2 separate regions of the Mus musculus genome follow, and region 1 is linked to region 2. The links are chromatin contacts, called in public HiChIP or PLAC-seq maps. All regions are on one chromosome and are shown on one strand. Each heading gives the region's core, a stretch centred on a gene start, on an enhancer-like site or on the middle of the called end of the contact. The rest is flanking DNA. Distances are from core to core; before and after follow the strand shown.

What was found. HiChIP or PLAC-seq counts read pairs in DNA pulled down with a chosen protein or histone mark.
Region 1: a FOXA1 HiChIP or PLAC-seq map of pancreatic cancer cells shows a contact between it and region 2. The contact joins two enhancer-like sites. A contact is called at or near these places in 1 of 115 datasets of contacts at active chromatin or transcription factors (pancreatic cancer cells) and 1 of 9 other capture datasets (embryonic stem cells).

The regions. Positions count from the first base shown.
Region 1 is chr1:180,385,854-180,393,244 of GRCm38.p6, forward strand. The region is part of intron 2 of Itpkb (inositol 1,4,5-trisphosphate 3-kinase B); the gene reads left to right. Among named protein-coding and RNA genes, the nearest start is that of Gm39712, 19 kb to the right of the region's middle. Within about 2 kb of position 1,813, at least 389 of the 459 cell types and tissues checked have an H3K27ac peak or open chromatin away from gene starts, as enhancers often do. A contact at or near this core is called in pancreatic cancer cells, where this site is marked.
Region 2 is chr1:179,845,150-179,851,793 of GRCm38.p6, forward strand. No RefSeq gene overlaps it. Among named protein-coding and RNA genes, the nearest start is that of Gm31668, 30 kb to the right of the region's middle. Within about 2 kb of position 2,757, at least 166 of the 459 cell types and tissues checked have an H3K27ac peak or open chromatin away from gene starts, as enhancers often do. A contact at or near this core is called in pancreatic cancer cells, where this site is marked.

The DNA.
Region 1 (7,391 bases), core at 563-3,062, 540 kb after region 2:
AGATAGCCTTGAGCTACAACCACACTGCTTCTGTCTCCTGGCTGCTTAGATTACAGGTGTGTGCCACCGTAGCCTGTTCGCAGACACTTATTTAGGAGGGGAAGACAGGACAACTGCCCAAGAGTTGTAAATTATGTTCTTCAGGATGCTAAGATGGACCTGTATTGCTTACTTTCTCAGTGCTCAGGCATGTACGTGATGCAGAAGGAAAAGGAGAAAGCCCATCTGCCCACCTCCCAAATCTACACCATGCAAAGATATGTAAACTTTTTTTGTTTTGTTTTTTGTTTTTTATTTTTCCAGACAGGATATCTTCGCTGTCCTGGAACTACCTTTGTAGAGCAGGCTGGCCTGGAATCCAGAGCTCCACCTGCCTCTGCTTCCCCAGTGCTGGGATTAAAAGTGTGTGCCACCAGTGCCCAGCTGTAAATTGATCTTTCTTTTAGAGCTTATATTTAATATTGGGATCAAACATTTTACCTTGATGAAGGTGTTTTTCTATATGCTATAAGCAGTTGCATTCTGTCAGCTAGCCTGAGCTAGATTTGGCCTGTAGTTGTATCCGTTTCTTAAGACTTCCCAACTCTGGCCTAGCTCAGGGAATAGGTGGGAGCTCTCTTGAGTAACGACAGGAATGGAATATATACCCACAGTGTATTACTAATTCCTTCTCTTCCCTTTCTTTTCACCTTTTGAAGGATGGTAGTGTCTATAGGAACAGACTCGCTGACTAATCCACAGTAATAAAGTACCATCCCTTAGGGCAGAGGGCCGTGTCAGCTGGGACTGTGGGTCCCAGAAAAGAGACAGAGGTTGGGGGGGGGCTGCAGCAGTGTGTGGGGGCTGTGTGCCCCAAGTACTGTTTTCTGATGTATCACTGAATTTTACATAGTGAGAGGAGGCAAGCTGAGCAAGGTGTTAAGGTAAATGTCCACACAAGTGATACAGGTTGACCCCCCAACCACCACCCCTCCCGCCCCCCCCCTGTTTTCCCTCTCCCCCCCCCCCCCGGCTCAAGTGGAGGTTCCAGCGATTCTAAAGGAGCTGGCAAACACAGGGACAGGGACTTGGCCTCAAATGCTGACCACTTGTTCATCTGGGGGACCCTTTCTCACAAGGCTTGAGCGCCCTGATCGGGATGGAGGTGTCTTGCATTCACATTGAATTTTCTCCCTTGCTTGGCCCCAGGGACAGGCTCTGCTGTGTCCAGAGGCTTTAAGGCACGTGGACAGAGAAGGTCCGTCAGTGGACAAATTCGCTTTAAATTGTGTCTGGGACAACAGAAACTGTTCAGTTCCTCTCTCTGACTTTGCTTTTGCTTCAACTAAACTGAGTCGCGACTCTAAACAAATTCCTTTCACAGATGTCTGCCTCTGTGTACCTGCTGGGAAACATGCGCACTCTCTATTCCTCTTCCTCTCTTCTGTGGAGTCGTTGCTCTCCTTTTCCTTAAAGTTCCCTGATTGTTTAGCATTAATTCTTCTGGTCATAAAAGGGACGAATTTCTGTCCCCTCTACTCGTGGCCACAGACATTCCCTACCTCCGACCTCTCCCTCCAAACTAAGTTATAAAGTCGGGGCTGCCTTTCAGGAAGGCAAACTGGTTTCAGGAAGGAAGACTAGCGCTTTGTCAGAGTCTTAGAACTCCGGCTTCCCCTAACTCTGCTCCGCCCCTCCCTCCTCTGCAATGCCCTCCCTTCTTCCGGCCCACCCCTTATTTAGCTCCGCCCTTCTTTCCTAGCGCAGTGCCCCGCCTCTCACGCACTCGGCCCTTCCCCCGGAGCCTGACGTCATGGAAAGGCGGGGTGGAGCCATGTCCTGGACACCCTATGCCTGCAGGCCCCACCCTCCATCAGGAATGGGATGTGCCACCCTGGAGCGGTCCCTAGCGGCCTGAGGGCTCTGATGACTTTGAGCTGTTAGCCTCGGTGAACAGGTCCTAGACTCCGACATCAGTAAGAGACTACAGAGACATTTCTGTCTTCTCCCCTGCGTGGCATTCTCTGGATTCCTCTCAGATTTTTCTCTCCAGCTGAGAACGACGCCTTCTACACTGGTGAAAGTGGTTTCAAAAGTCAGACGCTTTCTTGGCTCTTGCCTGTGAAATGTGATTTAAAACAGTAACATTTAACTTTTTTTTTTTTTTTTGAAACATTCACATCTGTTGTGGGTTAATTCAGAGAACGAAATAAAAATCCTTGCAGTCATCCTTGGTAGGTTTTTCCTCATGCATTGCTTGTGTTTATTACCATTCCTAAGCAATTTTAAGTAAAGCCTTGAGTTACCCTGATAGAGAAAAATGTCCATCTCTTATCTCCCCCTCCCCCAAACATCAGTTAAAAGGGAACTAGAACGTTAAAGATATTCCTCGGGAACCATTCTATCCACAGCATCTCAAAGACCCCTGGTGTCTGCCTTCATGTGGTTAATCAGTCTGTTTTCTGCGTGGAGGCTGAGAACTGACATATTTGGCTTGGGGGTTGTCAGACTCAAGACACTGTAAGACAAGATTAGCTCCTCTCTAAATTCCAGGAGTGTAATACACCAGACTTAAAAGAGATCAAAGGCACCGAAGGGATGAGGGGACCCAGGAGATGGCTGGCACATTAGGAGATAGTCTTCTTTAGCATCCAGGTATGTTTTAATTTTCACAAATGGCAAGATTGCAATCAAAACGAACAACAGGAACATGTTGAGAGTCAGTAAGTGCTGTTTTGGAAAGGAACCAAAGCTCTAATCCCTAGAGAAAGTGACTAGGGACTCCCAGGACAGCCTTTCCCATGCAGACTTACCCTCAGAGTAATGCTTGCCTAGGGCTTGGCCCTGGGGATGCCCCCTTCCTGCATCCTGGCTGCCTGCCCCTTTTCTCCAGCAGAGTTGTTGATTGACACCTGTGAGCCCTTCTGGGGTGGCCTCACTCTAAACACAGGAAACCACCTTCCTGGTAACTGAGTGGCTTAGAATGAGTCTCCTGTGAACAAACCTTACCAAAGCTGTAGCTCAGCTCTGTTTTGTTTGTTTGTTTGTTTGTTGTTTGTTTGTTTGATTACAAAAGGGCAAATGGGGCCAGGTTGGTGGCTCACTCCTGTAAACCCAACACGTGGGAGGCTAAGCAGGAGGATCTACACCAACCTGTGCTACATAGTACCTTTTGGATGAGTCTGGGCTGCAGAGTGAAACAGTTTCAAAAGCATATTACCACATAACAACAAAAGCATACTTAAATGGAGCTGGACCCGGTAGTGCAGCTCAGTGGTAGAGTGTTTGCCCAGCATGCCTCAGTCCTTGGGTTATATCCCCAGCACACACCACTACCTACCACCCATACCCCAACCCCTGCTGCCCAAGTACGGAATTCAACCTTTCTTACCCAGACCAAGATTGGTTATGATAACAACGATGACCATTTTGGTATCATTTACTGCTAGACACTTTTCCTATTCATTGTCAATGTCCCAAGCTCATGTTACAGATATAGAAGTCCACAAGGACACACACAGGTCGACTTGAAGTCACACGAGACTAGGAAAGGACAGCCAGAATGAACGCTCAGCTGTGCTCTGGAGACCAATTTCCAACCTCCCTCCCACTTTAGTTGCCCTAGCTAGGCAGCGCCCTGTGAGAGGCCTGCAGCCCGGTGTCTCCATGCACTGAGTAGAATGGTGTTCTTGATGCTGCCTCAGAAGTGCCTGCTCGCTCACCTCCGTGGAATTTTATTTGACTTTCCCTAGGCCACTCTGCCTGGTTAGTCAATAAACACCACTCACTTGTTGCTTCTTTTGCAAAGCCTCTCCGACTGAATACTTTTCATACTGTGGTTAACATTTAGACAAGTGTGACCAGCGGGCATGTTCTGGAGTGCAACACTTCTACCTAAATGTAGACTCTACCGTTAGCCAGAAATCTGTCTTTTTAAAAGAATTCATACACACACACACACACATGCACACATACAAGATATTATATAAAAAACATAGATGTTGCATAGTGATATAGCAAGTGATAGTGTGTATGCATATATATATATACACATGTATACATATATACATGTATACATAATGTACATATATACACACACACATATATATGGAGGTGACAGTCCTCTGCCTCTCATCTCAACCCACTGAGTCAGCATACACCATGCTTCTTCCATGGACAGATTACTTAGGCTTGCCAAGATTGCCTCTCATCTTTAACACAAAGTTGTTTCCCTACTTTGAACAGGACTGAAAGTGACCTATGGAACAGCACTATGTTAATGGTCACCATCCTTTGGTGGTATAAGTGTGTTGTAGCATTAGGGCTACCCTAAATTGCATCTTTGTCACAGAATGGAGGGAGGGAGGGAGGGAGGGAGGGAGGGAGGAAGGGAGGGAGGGAGGGAGGGAGCTTCTCTAGTTTTCTGCTCATTCTTTTTCTGTTTCTCTAGGCCTCTCCAGGCCTGTTGCAGCTCCACACCCAGAGACCTCAGGTGACTGAGCTGGGCCTAGCAGCACAGGGGTACACCTCGAGCCACATCCAGGGTGAACTTTGAAGTTTGGGTGTGTCTGAGGTTAGCAAGCTAAGAGGACAGGCTGTTGGCAACCTCACCCTGCTCTCTGCTCTGTGGAGGAAGCCTCAGGAAGTTCCACCTGCTTCTTTCTCCTGCACACGCACCTCCTCCTGCCTCCTTCCCCTTGACACAAAGGGGTGTCCCCAGCCCCGTGGCATCTTGCCTGGGTTGCTAATAATAGAGAAGGGTGCATCTGCCAGAGGTAAAGCAGAAACTGTCCCTGTTCTGCTCTTGCATGCCAATCCTGGCACAGTCTAGTAGGCTGGGTTGGTCAATACCCTTGTGAGCAGAATAAGTCTTTGTGTGTCCTGGAAACTCTTTCTGTCCCCTTCCTGGGGGGTCAGAGCACCAGAGAGAAGGTTGATGGGGATGTCTTTGTCCTTGAGATCCTGGCCAAACAGATCTAGACTTTCAGCTCAGCACCGAGCTGGAGCTGGTATGCTGCCTACCACAGGCCCAGCTGCCGGAGTGGGGAGAGGGTTCTAGGAAATGACCTTTACGCTCATCTAAAAGGCAATGCGGTAAGGTTGCCCACGTTCTTTTCATGACTCAAAACCCAAAATAAGTGAAAAGAGAACGTGGAAAGTGTCCCATCTTTCCTGTTGTGCTTACAGCTGTCTGAATCAACAGTCTGTTTATGCGAGTTGCTTGGAGAAGTTGATTTAGAAGTCAAGGCCACTTCTGGGCAGCTACTCTGGTCTCTCCACCCCACCCCTTTTGGCTTTTCTGAAATGGAGTCTCACTGTCGACCAAGCCAGCCTCTGTTAACCATCTTCCTGGATGAGCCTTCTGAATGCTGGGGTTACAGATGTAAACCTCAGCACCCCAAAGTCCTTTTAAGTCAAAGAATGATATAAATCCTTTAACAAATCAGAATAAAATACTCTCAGGTTTCTGGGCTCTTCTCCATCTCAGGAGCTTGAACTTGGAGTGTATCTTGTGGTTTGTAAAGCACCTTCATATCTCCTTTCTTACTCGGTTGCCATAACAACCTGGGATGGGGCAGGGCTTGCCTTGTTATCCCTGTTTTGCAGATGAGGAAGTCAAGGTTGTCAGAAAGTTGAGCTGCTTTTCAGGCTCACCAGGGGAGTCAGAGTAGCGGGTGGAAAGGGTAATAGAATCCAACCTCCAACTGGAGTAGTAGGGTGGTGTCCCAGACCCAAGATCCCTTTCAACCATTGTATTAAAGAATTAGAAGAGTCTTCAGAGTGTCAGGACCTGTGGTGTAGTGGGAACTCTGGGATTTTGGTTTCTTTAAAAAGCACAGAACTATGATAAGAACATGTTTTCATTTTAACCCAAGGTGTGGGTCATGGGGCTGCTTCAGATTGCCCACAGCTGACTATGATTTGCCTCGTGCTCTAGCAGGGGTGTGATTTTGCCAGCTCAGATAGTTTCTACGATTGTGTGGTCTTCGGGATTCTGGGGACTTTTCAGAGGGTCTATAAATGCTAGAGTTCCTGGGGGGGCGGGGGCAGGGTGGGTTGGTAATGCTGGGTTCAGTCATTGTCAGTCACCATTTGTTAAGTAGTCATGTGTTAAAAACTGAAACAATAACAAGAAAATAATTAGGTCTCCTGATGGCAAAGATCAAACTTGCCCCCACCCAACTGGAAGCCCCTCATCAGCTGGAAGTAGTCTAACGGTAACATTGCCTCCCTTTCCAACTGGGACTTTATTCGGGGATCTCTTCCTTTCCCCTCTATCCTTTTTACTCTCCTACTTAGAGTTAGGAGGGATTAAAGGGTGAAAGAAAAGAGGTAGAGAAGGGTAGAAGAAAGAAGAACCCACAAAGTAGCAAAAACCGGCTACATGGTGGTTCAAACAAACTGCCACTTTTTGCTTCCTTAGAATTTACCAGTAATATTGAAACCAAGATGGCTGACTCACTATGCCAAACTTAGCCTGTACAGTGCTAAAGTGAAATGAAATAGAATGGGGTTATCTGTGATTGCATTTTTTTTCTGGATTGCTTTAGACATCAGGATCTCCCTGCAGGTAATTCTGAGTTAGAAGGTTCTGTGTAAGGCATCACACGGCAGCCAGATGTTCATTTTACTACATGGAAAACTGGGGCCACCCTGACCCTCTGAGCAGGCAAATCAGTCATTGAGGACACTGCCTTTGGATTGTAGAGAATATGGGCGTGGAGGACTGAGGCTCCGAAGTTTAGTTTGGCTCCTCCCTCTGTTCCTCGGACTTGTTATTCTTGACACCTTAGGATACTCCAGCAAAACTTCAGATGGGCCAAAGAGGGTGCCCTAGACTGGAGTGGAGGGGAGCCAAGTCAGGACTTTGAAAGGCTCTGAACAGATTTTAATGTGTGAAAGTTGACACACAGTAGGTAGAGGCCCCCAGAGCTCCTCCTGCTTGCCACCACCCTGTATGATTCTCATAGCAACACAGGTGTGTAGGCCCAACAGAGATTGCTCCTGCTGGTGCAGAGGAAGTCGGGACCAAGATGTTTTCTCAAGTTCCATAGTTAAGGATGGCACTGGAGCTCCGGTTGGTCGGCTGTTCTACCTCTTGTTCAATGTTCCCTCCACTATGCCACCCAACCTCCTTCCTTCCTCCTCCCGACAGCTCCCAGAGGCTCCTGGCCATTGCTTGCCAATGGTGAAGGAAGTCAGAATGACAACTCTCTCAGGGCTGAAATGTTTCTGAAAGAAAAAAGGGGGGGCTTGTATGTAGTAGTGATCCACTGGTTTTGGGGTTACTGTGGCCAGGGGAGCTCTGGTGCAAGTCTTTCCAGGTGCGGCTTCTGCTGTCAGGCTGCTGATGGAAAGTGCTAAGTGTTCCAATTTCCTGTGTCAAGCAAGTATTTCCCCTTGGGGTTACA
Region 2 (6,644 bases), core at 1,507-4,006:
TCGCCCCCCCGGGGGGGGATTACCTGAGGGTGACTAGCCCTAGCCGCCTGCTTGACATAGTCTGGGGTCACCTGAGGGAGCCTCAGTTGAGGGATTGCCCAGATCAGATTGGCCCAGTCCACAATGGGTGGCACTATCCCTAAGAAATTGCACCTGGGCTTTATAAGAAACCTAGCTGAGTCTAAGCCAGGGGGTGAGCCAGCAAACAGAGCTCCTCTGTGGCCCCTGCCTCCAGGTTCCTGCCTCAAGTTCCTGCCCTGACTTCCCTTAGTGATGGACTGTGACCAGGAAGTATAAATAAATAAATTCTTTCCTCCTCTGAATTTGGCCAAATGTCTTATCATAACAACAAGAATTAACTAGAACAGGGGGATTCAATATTTATTTTCTTTTGTTATTTACCTATTGGCACCATCAGGATTTTACGAGTCACCAGTTCAGTGGCTGGCTTTCTTTCTTTCTTCCTTCCTTTCTTTTTTCAATTTTTTATTAGATATTTTCTTCATTTACATTTCAAATGCTATCCCGAAAGTTCCCTATACCCCCCGCCGCCGCCCTGCTCCCCTACCCACCCACTCCCACTTCTTGATCCGGGCATTCCCCTGTAATGGGGCATATAAGTGGCTTTCTTTCTGCTATGGTCCCTCCTCACTTCACCCCTCAGTTCTGCTCCCTTTATCCCACACATCATCCCCCTTACCCATCAATGCACTGCCGCCTCAGTTAATAAAGACAGTCGACTTGGCAGGATCTAGAGTTTCCTAGGACACAGATCTCTGGGCGTGCCTGCGAGGTGCTTCTAGAATGGGGTAATTTGGTGGGAGGGCCAACCCTAGATGTGGGCGGCACCTTCCGGTGGACTGGGGTCCTGGACTGAAGAAAAAGGAAGAGGCAAGCTGAGAAGGCCTTCATCTCCCCCTGCTTCCTCCACTAAGGCGGGCTGTGACTTTTCTAGGGAATGATTCTCGGGGCAGAGGCCTAGACTGCGCCAGTGACAGCTGCCTCTCAGACTCCCATACCTTCAAGCTGTGAGCCGAAATCAAACCCTTCCGTTCCTTCCTTCAGTTGCTTTTATTAGAGCAACAAGAAAAGTTACTTCCCGCGCAAGTTTCTGGTTGTGTCATGGGATGCAGACTCATGTGGCACGTTGCTGAGGTAAGACCCAGGGGAGGACACGTGAAAGCTAGCTTTGCAATGCTTAGTTGGTCTCAAGTCCTCACTGATCTTCACTTCATTGAGAGAGGCACAGTATCCTGACACTACTAATCTGGACTGCTGGTATCATGATGAACAGAGATTGGAGTTGCCCCAAAGAACTACTTCTAAACAGGCCCACGTCCCCTTGTCCTGTTTACCATCTTTTCTCCCCTACTTTTGGATGGTGGGCTAGAAGGGGGGGTGCCGGAGAGTTTGAGAACCCCTTATTAAAAGTGGGTTTTGAAAACTCTAAGCCTACAGTTATTAATGCACCGAGCAGGCCAGGCTTCACCATTCTTCTGTTTTGCATATGAAAAATCCACATAGCCTGGAGTAGTGGTGATGCCTTTAATCCCAGGATTCAGGAGGCAGAGGCAGGCAGATCTCTGTAAGTTCGAGGCCAGCCTGGTCCACATAGTGAGTTCTAGAACAGCCAAGATAGCATAGAGAGACCCTACTTGAAAGAAAGAAAGAAAGAAAGAAAGAAAGGAAGGAAGGAAGAAAGAAAGAAAGAAAGAAAGAAAGAAAGAAAGAAAGAAAAGAAAGATAGAAAGAAAATGCCTCAGGGTGTGTATGTGTGTGCGTGTATGCATGTATGTGTATATGTGTTTATATGTATGTGTGTATATATAAATACACACACATATATATGTATAGATATACGATATATACATATATATACATTGGATGTGTGTATGTATACATGTGTATATATGAAAATGTATACACGCTATATAGATCTGTGTGTATGTGATCATGTTAAATTCCTGCCTTCCAAGTGCTGGATTTATAGGTATGAGCCACTATGCCTGACTTTCATTCCAAATATTATTCAGAATTTACTACTATGTCAGATTTAATATGTCAGTGATAGTGGATTTGCAGTTTAGGGGAAATGAGATACGAATTAAATGAGTAGATACAGTCATTAGACTGTGGTACTGGCCTTGAAGATAGTGTGAGAAGTGTTAGTGGATGGCAGAAGGAGCTGAGTTTTGCAGGTCAGGGACTTTCCCTGAGCAGTGATTGATGGGAGCGCTGCTATTTGAAGGGTGAATGGGTTGAAACGGATAGAGAGGAACGGGGAGAAATTCACTCGGTGGACGGAACTGGAAAGAGTGACTTCCTGAAGGTGAGGAAGAGTTTGTGGGTGGGTCTGAGGAGTTGGGTGTTCAATGGGACCTTGGGCATCCATGAACGACTAAGTGGTTTTAAACTGGCTGCCCTGAGCAGGATGGATTGATGGGAGAAAGCTGTTTAGGAAGGAGGAGGAAGGGAGTTCCCATCAGTCGAGAGAGAAGTGGAAAAGGGAAAAGTGGGAGGAATGGCAGGAGGTGTTTTGGCTTAGAAATTGAGGACATGAAAACCTACCGGAAACGGAAGGCTCATAGCCTGCACTTTTCCTTTCTTCCTTTGCATCAAAATGGTCTGTGATTGTCACCTTCCCTCCAACTGCAGCCTCACAAAGTGGGACCTAACTTCAGGGCTGCTCGTCCCGGTGACCCTGCTCCCCAGGCAGACCTGCAGTTCTCAGATCTCCCGGGAGGTGGCAGCAAATGGAAACTAGCCGTTCACTTCCCCATCGCCCAGCCTAGCTTCCCGCCCAGGACTTCTTGGAAAATTCCTCCCCCCAACCCCCCATTCCAGTTTCTCTAAAAAGGTCTTTCTGAGCAGCCTCGGCCGCCTGAGGGTGTGACTTATCCGGGGAATGTTTCCCGGGACAGAGGCCTCGACTGAGTCAGTAATTTTTGTGGCGGGCCCTCCTTTATTTTTGGTTGCGGCCGCTTTACACAGGCTTCCTGCGACAGCGCTGTCCTTTCCCAGCCAAGCTGCCGACCAACAGGGACATTCTTTCTAGACTACCTCAGACCTGAGGGTCAAAGAATGAGACAGGCTGAGCCCAGGTGATTCTGGAGGTGGGGGTAGACCTGGGAACGCGGTTAAAGTCTGAGCCTGCCCAGAGAGGAAGACGGGCTCCAACAGGCTATGGGATAGGCTCACAAGTGTGTAAGCAAAAGGCTGAGATTTATCAAGTAAGGTAAGGGGCAAAGAAGGAGGGTAGGCTAGCTAGCAGGTAAAGAAGTACAGCACGCATGCCATAGCCAAAGGAGCAAACTTCAGAATCCAGGGCCTGCCCTAGCCCCAGGGCTGTTTTTTGTAATTTAGTGTGCAGAGCTGAATCTACTACATGACAACCCTTGGAGGATCTGTCTTTCTTGCCAATCTGACAGGTCTGTCCTTTTCCTCCTCCTCCTGCTTTTGTTTGTTTGTTTGTTTTGTTTTGTTTTGTTTTCAGATCTCATTTGGCCCAGGCTAACCTCAAACTCACTCTAAACGTCATCTTGCCTGCCTCCACCTCCTGAGTACTGGGATTATAGGTATGCACACCTCGCCTGGTTCACTCAGTGTTCGGAATTGAGCCTGGGGAATCTGTGCATCTATCTGCTCAGTTCAGCAAACGTGAGCCGAAGATCTGAGGTGCATAGCTGTGTGTGAGAGTCGGCGCTACATGGCTGTAACAAGGTACCTGACAGAATCCACTTTGAAAAGGAAATCCATTATTTTGGCTCCTGATTTCAGAAGTTTCAGTCCACGGTTGTCCGCCCTCTGCTCTGAGCCTGTGGTGGCACAGGTCATGACGGTGATCACACAGAGCAGAAGAGGCGCATTCACCTCGTGGCAGCTGGGAAGCAGAGAGAAAGGAAGGGGCCTCAGAGCACCCTCGGACACCTAACTTCCTTCTATCGGGCACCACCCCAGCAACATCACAGGCTGGTGACCAAGTTTCTAACACACAGACCTTGGGGGAACATTTGGGACCAGAATTATGGCAACAGCGCATCCATCCTTTAATCCAAAGACTCTGCAAGGATATCATGATTTATACTATCAGATACTGCTAATTTTGAACCCTGATGCTCACAGATCATCTCTAACAGGCCTTGTAGAATAGTTCCATGTTTTTGGTATCTTGGATTTCCTGGTACTAGCAAACATGATATGATTTTGTCTATGGCCACTTCTCTTTGCCTCCAGCTTCCTGTGTTCCAGCCACCTTGAATAACTTGAAATTGTCAGCCAGCTATCTATCTACCTATCTATCTATCTATCTATCATCTATCTATTATCATCTATTTATCTATATATCTCTATCTCTATCTCACACCCACATTTTTGCTAATTGCCTCTATTACCTGAGATAGTTCTTGACCAGTTACAGCAGGCACGGTTCTCCAGAGCAGTAGAACCAGAAGGGTACGTGTATAAACTAGGAGAAGTTCCACAGTCCGCGGTCTGCTGGTTAGTGACATAATTCAGTCTGAGTCCCAGGACCTGAGAACAAGGAGCACTGACTGGTGTTGAAGGGGAGGGAATATGGATGTTCTGACCCCAAAACAATAACTACACGTATACTTTGTGATGGTGAGTGTGACTTGTCAACCTGGCACAATCTAGAGGATCTGGAAGTTGGGTGTGTGCATGTGTGTGTATGTGTGTGCACTCGTTGGGTGTGTGCATGTGTGTGTATGTGTGTGCACTCGTTGGGTGTGTGCATGTGTGTGTATGTGTGTGCACTCATTGGGTGTGTGCATGTGTGTGTATGTGTGTGCACTCACCCGTGGAAGATAGTCTTGATTGTGTTCAGAGGTGGGAAGCTACCTCTGTGGGGGAGCCATTCCCTGACAGAGGTCCTGAATTGTGTAACTGGAGAAAGATTGCTGAGCAGTTGACAGACATGTGTTCATCCCACTCTGCTTCCTGTTGGAGAGGCAGTGTGACCAAGCTGCCTTGTCGTTTCTGCCGTGGGCCGGGCATCTGGAACTGTGAGCTGAAATAAGCCCTTTCTCTCTGGAGTTGATTTTGTCAGGGTGCTTTATCACAGCAACAAAAAAGGAATGAGGGGCTGGAGAGACGGCTCGGCGGTTAAGAGCTCTTCCAGAGGACTTGAGTTCATTTCCTAGCAACCACATGGTGGCTCACAACCATCTGTAGTGGGATCTGATGCTCTCTTCTGGTGTGTCTGAAAATAGCAACAGTGTACTCACAGACATGAAATAGACAAATAAATACATCTTAAAAATAAATAAATAAATAAATCTTAGAAGAAGAAGAAGAAGGAGGAGGAGGAGGAGGAGGAGGAGGAGGGGAGGGGGAGGAGGAAGAAGAGGAAGAGGAGGAGGAGAAGGCATCCATCATCTCCCCTTTTGCTTTACTCAGGACTTCAAGGGTTTTCCCTGCAGTGCATGCACACACACTGTTCATTAAGTTCTCTATCCTCTAGACCACTAGGAACTTTGTGCACACACACAATCACAGAGGAAAATTTGATTCATTTTATCTCATGGAAGAACCTAGAAGATGATGTGTTAAGTAAAACCACACACACACACACACACACACACACACACACACACACAGACACAAAGGAAAATTTGGTTCATTCTATCTCATGGAAGAACCCAGAAGATGATGTGTTAAGTAAAACAAGCCAGTCTCTCTCTCTCTCTCTCTCTCTCTCTCTCTCTCTCTCTCTCTCTCTCTCTCTCTCTCTCTCTCTCTTTCTCTCTCTCTCTCTCTCTCTCTCTCTCTCTCTGTCTCTGTCTCTCTGTCTCTCTCTCTCTCTCACATACACAAGACAAATATTATGTTATTCTATCTCTACTGAGAGGTCTACATTGACCAAACTCATAGAAATGAAAAGTAGAATGTCAGCTGCCAAGATGTGGAGAGAGGGCAGAGGGGGAGTAGTGGCCGAGTGGTTATGGTAGAATCTCAGTTTTGTAAGGTAAAGAGCTCTCACAATAGATGGTGGGGATGGCCGCATGTCAACGTAAAGGTACCTAATGCCTCTAGACTCTATGCTGAAAATGGTTACTGTTGGGGCTGATGAAATGGCTCACCGAGTAAAGGTGATTGCTGTGCAAGCCTGGTGGCCCCAGTTCAATACCCAGAACCCATTGAAAAGGTGGAAGGAGTGATCCAGTTCTACAGGATTGGCCTCTGGCCTCCACAGTGCACCATCCTCTGCTAGTGAAAAGCAACGTAAAATAAAATAAAATATTATTTATTTTTATTTTGCAGTGCCAGGGATCAAACCCAAGGCCTTTAAACATGATAGACAAGTGCTCCATCATTGGACTTCACTGCCAGTAGTGGTTACAATTTCTAAAAAGCCAAAAGTGGGAGTGGGGGTGGGGGTGTAAATTGTAGCCATGTTCATTTTATTACAGGGTCTCCAGCAGTCAAGGCTGGCCTGGAACTTTCTATGTGGTCAGGCTAGCCTTGAACCTGTGATCCTCCTGCCTCTGCCTGCTGAGTGGTGAGATCACACATGTGTGCTGTTACATCAGACTGCATTGTAATTTTTAAAAATAAAAATCAACTAGAGCCACAGATAACAGTTATGAATATGGAAGTTGTGGTCTCAATAGAAAGAATAGAGGGGA